Regions from separate parts of the Mus musculus genome. Here region 2 is linked to region 1. Evidence: chromatin contacts called from public promoter capture Hi-C data. All regions are on one chromosome and are shown on one strand. The core of a region is the stretch at or near the end of the contact, and the rest is flanking DNA. Distances in the headings are between cores, read along the strand shown.

Region 1 (2,720 bases), core at 73-2,572:
AACTTACTCTTGCTGGCATGCACCCACAGGAATGTCACTCACATGTTCAAGACTTGACCCTCAGTTTGGGGGCAAAGAGTTTCCAGTGCACATTTCTGCTCCTCTCTGAGTGTTCAGAACTCTTTGCATTGGCAACAAATCCTGGCTAATGACATTTTCAAGGCTTGATAGCTCTTGGTCCCCCTGCCACACACACATGCACTTCAGGTCTCAGTTTGCTCCTCTGCTTTGCCTACAGGTCAGTTTAAGTCCTTTGCAACATATGCACTCTTGGGTGTCACCACCTATGGCTTAGCAAGCCATGTGCACATTCATCTACTACTCCACTCCATAGCACAAGTGACATTGTATGTGAACACCACTGGTCGATTCACGCATGCCAGAGAATCATGTTACTGGGACCCTGGGCCCTGGCTCCGGGACCCCTCCCCACATGCATAGAGACAAGCAACCTCTCACCAGAGCGGAACTTGGAACGGATGATTTGGGAGCGCTGGGAGGAGGCTGCCAGGGTCATTGCCAAGGCTGAGGTGGAGACCTGGACAGAGGAAGCCAGAGCCACCAGAGCGCGGCAGGGTCAAAGTGGATGACGGGAGGCTGCCATTGGGGGAATTTTGGAGACAGTGTGAAAGGTTAGAGACAAAAGTACTGGGCCAGATCAGCTCTTTTGGGGGATGACTGGTCTCTGGGCCCTTGGGTCTGAGAAAGGAGGGCTGGTCCTGAACCTCCGGGTGTGAGAGACACGGGCTGGGGCCTGGAGCCCTAGGACTGAAGAAAGGTTGCGGCCTGGAGTTCTGGCTGGAGGGAGAAGTACTTGGGCATGGACTGCTGTGTCTGTAGAAGGCTTTGGGCCTGGAGTTCTGAGTCGGAAGCAAAAGGGCTGGGTCTAAATCCCTGGATCTTGGCGGTACAGGAAGGACCTGCGTCATGGGCTCCTGCATCTAAGAGGGAGAGCATTGGAATCTGGAGTTCTGGGCCTTTGAAAGTGCAGGAAGCAGTCGTCTGGAGTCTGAACCCTGAAGGAGGAGGAGATTAAGGACGAGAACTGCATGCTGTTAGGGACTAGAATCGAAGATTCTAGGACAGACGGGAATCAAAGAATATGACAAGTGTCTGGGAAACATAGGGGTCCCTGAAACAGAATGGGTTGAGTGTCATGCACGGGGCTCTGTGGGAAAGATATTGGGACCAGAAGGGGGAACCAGAACGGAGAATGAAGGGTAAAATGAAAAAAAAAAATCCCCATATCTACCCCAGGGGCTTCTCACCAGGTAGGCTCCTCTCAGCTACTCAGCTGTGCCTTGAAGCGGGTGGAGTCTCCCGGATTAGGCTGGAGACCTTAGGCTCCACCCCACAAGCCTTGGGCCGCCCTCGACTCCCCTTTCTAGGGCGAGTGGGAGTCAAGAGAGCGAGCCTTGGATCAGAAGCCCTGCAAGGACCCAGAAAAGGGGCGGGACACACACGCCGTGAGGACCGGCCTGGCTCACTTCGAGGGTTCCCTTACTATCTCCTCCCCCGAGTCCCGAGCTGTGGGTTGGGTGGAGCGGTCACTGGCGACAGACAGGAGCAGGTGCAGAGAGAGGGACCCGGGTGAGCAACAGCGGCAGGTGGTCGTGTTCAGACCCTGCCGGCAGGTGCCACCTGTTGGTTCTTTTTTTCCTGACACAGCAGTAGGAGTCAAGTTCAGAGGAGGGGAAAGTTCAAACATGAGGCCCAGACTCCTAGTTCTAAAAAGGAAGGGGGCAGAAGTCAGGACTCTGGGTCTGAGGGTGGTGGACGGAGTCTTAGGCCTCTGGTATGGGAGAGGAGAGCTGAGGTTTGCATTCTTGGATCTGATGGAATAGGACTAGTACCCGAGAGGTGCTGGGTGTTGGAAGTCAGCGGTGTGCACAGTAGGCAGACAGCATCGGAAGGACTGGGGGGAGAAAGCTAAAGTTTGGACTTTGTAGGTAAGAGGGAGATGGTGATGACCTGTTCTCACTGGTAGTACATGGGGTCTGATATTCAGAAGAACATGGTCCAGGCTGTGTTCCGAGTTGTGTGACAGTGCTCAGTACTACAGGGTCACATTTCGTGCTAGAGGGCAAGCTGAGGCCATGGCTAGAAATATCTCCCCAAACTCGGCAGACGCCCAACGTTCCAAGCACAGTCCCTGGCACCTTAAAAAAAAATCTTTGCTAAGGCCCCCAAATCTTGACAAGTGAGGTCAATACCACAGATATTTTTATTACTTCTTGGCATTCACATCCCAAGCCCATCTTCCCACTGTCCCATCGTCTACCAACCCAACAACTCAAACTCTCAGCCGTCTACGCAGGGAAAACTACAACTCCCAAAATGCTCTACGCCCAGGCGGGCTCCCTTTTAAGAAGCGATGCAGTTTCAAGCTGCGCGCGTTCCTTTCTCATTGGTTTTCAAGGTGTCGAAGCCACCGGGGGTCCATGGCGATGATTGGCTGGCAGCTCCTGCTGTTCAAGATCCCAGAGGAGGCGACGGAGCCTGCGCAGTTCTCTATGCAATGCGTCATCTGTCACAGGGCCGGTGAGGCGCAGGCGTGAGCTGCCCAGGGGCAGGATGAGCGGAGGGTGCGAGGAAAAACTTTCAAAGATATCCCCTGTGAGTACGAGGAAAACCGAATTAAAAACTCAGCATGAGTGTGAGGTGGTCTATCTCCTTAAGTAAGAAACGATGAGACTGGGTTCCCTGTGTTTCAAAGGATG
Region 2 (2,700 bases), core at 24-2,523, 150 kb before region 1:
GGTCTTTCTCCCAGGTTAGTCCTAGGGCACCTCACCTTGAAACGAACATCACCCCGTTTGCAACACAGACAGGTAAGGAGGAGAAAGATGAAGGCCAGCAGACCCGAACAGGAAATGAGGACCACAGCGTAGGGCGGAGCCAAAGGGGCCCGGCTCAGAGCGAATCCATCTGTGGGCATAAGGCTAGGCTGGGGTCTGGGCTTCAAGACACTGGCTACCGGACTCATGCCCCTCCCATCCTAGGCTAGTCTTGGACTACAACCCCCATGATGCTCCGAATCCAGGGGCTCCTTGGCAGGGGAGCCAGGTGGTCTAACGTATTGTGGGAGTTGTAGTTTAAGGTCTTCCCAGGTGGTTGGGGGTGGGGTCCCTCCTATCGTTTCAAACTGGGACCCACCCCCCACCCCAAACGCATCCCGTAACCCGGATACATTCCAGTGACCAGCAATAGTGAGGCCTGGAGCTCTGAGAATTTACAATATGCTACCATAGACAGCTTCATGACCATCATTCCCCCAATAGCAGGCTGTTGGCAGATATTTGCCCCGAGCTGAACGCACTGCCCACCCCACGCCTGAAGGGTGACTGAGAACTGTTTCTTTTAAAGACACAGGGAACACAGACTTGTTCTCTAGCCTCAGCCTCAGACCTGAGGGAGGGGTCTCTGCAAAGCCTCAGCTGTGTTCCCCTTAGAAATAGGGTCTCTCTCTTTCCCAAAGGCCGCGGCCTTCCATCTCCCCGCGCACCCGTGTGCACTCGCGTGCACATGAGCTCACATGCACGCTCACAAGCACGCACTCGGCCCGCAGCCCACTCCCCACCCGCCCTGGCTGGTCTCCCTGGCCCTGCAGACCCGTTGGTCCCCAGGGACTGCGCACAGGTGCCGGGCGGACCCGGTGGGGGTGGGGCGCGGGCCGCGGACGGCTGGACATACTCACCCGGGTGCGCTGGGGACGCCAGGCAGCCGGAGGCGGAGACGGCCGCCAGGAGGATGAGTGCGCCGGGTGCAGGCATCTTGTCCAGGATGGAAGGGAGGTGGAGGAATCGGCGGCTGGGGAGGAGGGGGGGCGGGCCCTCAGCCCCCAGCCATGGGGACCCGCTCAACCCTGGCCTCCCTCAGCCCAGGAGAGGGGCGGGAGATGCAGGACAGGGGGAGGGAGGGGTTGCTTACTGGTTCTGATACCCCCCTCCCCCTCCTCGAAAGGACAGACGGATGAAGGGATGGAGAGGCGGACGGAGGAGAGGAGCTGGGGAGCCGGGGTTGCTGGGGTAGGGGGGAGGGGAAGATGGGGGGGGGAGAGAACGAGGGCCCCGCCCCCGAGGACAATCGGGATTGGGGGAGCAGAGAGCCTGTCAGAGGAAGGGTGGGAGGAGGAAGGAGGGAGCGTTGTCATGGCAACTGGTTCCCGGTTGCATTGGCTGCCAGGCGGGAGGGGAGAATAGGGAGGGGGAGGAGGGACAGACAGAGACCAACAGACCCTTGGAGGGGGGCAGGGTCCACAGTGCGTGGCCCTGACACCACTGTGACACAACACTGGTGCCCACACGTGTGCTACATGCTAAGATGCAGATAGCAAGCCCACGCAGCCCACACACAGCTGAGACATGTCACAGGAACCTTCACAAGCGCCTCTCATACAAAGGTGGACAGCCATCAGCAAACGGAGACAAGGACACGTCACACACAAAGACACAGGGACAGACCACACTGAGAATGCATAGGCAGTCCAGACTCTGGTTGGTACAGATTCACCCAGCCACACAGGAATACCCAGCATCACATGAACACACACGCACACGCACACATACAACACAGAGCTCCAAACATAGGGAGGTATCACAAAGATCCATTCAGACCCTTTGGGACATGAGGAGGCATGCTGTCATAAACTGATATTCCACACAGGCAACAAAGAACACACAGAAATCACTAACTCAAACACGTAAAGCCAGTTGCATGCACACAGACACAGGCTTGTCAGTCACATATGGAGCATACAGAAACAACACATGCATGTATGCAGGCACGGGGTTTGCACATTGCTCACCTTCAGGGACAAATGCATATCACATACATGCACACGGGAACACACGGTTCATACATGCAGAGCTACATAGCTTATGCAAAAACACAAATATAGAACGGGTACAAACATGCCCTGTGCACACGTATTACACACAAAGGCACACCACCTACCTAAATAGACAGCATGAATGGACACACTCTTTAGACGTGATTATGAGGACTCCTTATCCACTGCAGTCTCACACCACAGACATCAACACACATGGGCACAAAAGATGCATAAGCGTAGTTTATTTCATGTATTTATTCTTGGCAGGATTTACTCTGCGCCAGGCGTTTCCCAAGATTTACAGTATTACCTTCCAATCATTACAACAGCCCCCAAGACAGGTTCTTTTTTCATGCCCAATGTATAGGTAAGGAAACTGAGGCACAGAGAGGGGCAGTCACCTGCCCCATGCACAGAACAGGGGATAGGCAGAGGTAAGGCTGGAACCTGGCCGTCAGGGACACCGACACATCAGACAAGACACACACACACACACACATCACGTGCCAGGCTGCAGTCTCGGGGTCCCACCCTACGCGGCGGCACACAGAACTGCAGACACACCCGGAAGCGCGGACTGCCGCCCTCGGCGAGGATGTCTCCATGGTCCAGGAATACCTGCGAC

Evidence for each region. Promoter capture Hi-C pulls out the DNA fragments that hold promoters and counts their contacts.
Region 2: a contact with region 1 is called in a promoter capture Hi-C map of hippocampal neurons, with 1.7 times the contacts expected there. The contact joins the promoter of Lmtk3 here to the promoter of Mamstr in region 1. A contact is called at or near these places in 3 of 39 promoter capture datasets (the 3T3-L1 cell line, hippocampal neurons and pre-B cells) and 6 of 484 Hi-C or Micro-C datasets (the G1E-ER4 cell line, Th1 cells, cerebellum and 2 more).

Annotation. Positions count from the first base shown.
Region 1 is chr7:45,638,579-45,641,298 of GRCm38.p6, reverse strand. It overlaps Mamstr (MEF2 activating motif and SAP domain containing transcriptional regulator), which reads right to left and starts at 1,322. Exons shown (of 10, transcript NM_172418.2): 1 at 1,269-1,322; 2 at 460-597. The coding sequence starts at 517. Rasip1 (Ras interacting protein 1) reads right to left here. Exons shown (of 12, transcript NM_028544.1): 12 at 2,207-2,614. The coding sequence ends at 2,415. It overlaps A030001D20Rik (RIKEN cDNA A030001D20 gene), which reads left to right and starts at 2,541. Exons shown (of 2, transcript NR_152217.1): 1 at 2,541-2,616.
Region 2 is chr7:45,783,920-45,786,619 of GRCm38.p6, reverse strand. Lmtk3 (lemur tyrosine kinase 3) reads right to left here and starts at 1,273. Exons shown (of 15, transcript NM_001290990.2): 1 at 939-1,273; 2 at 36-169. The coding sequence starts at 1,014. It overlaps Gm5897 (predicted gene 5897), which reads left to right and starts at 2,153. Exons shown (of 2, transcript NR_153811.1): 1 at 2,153-2,700.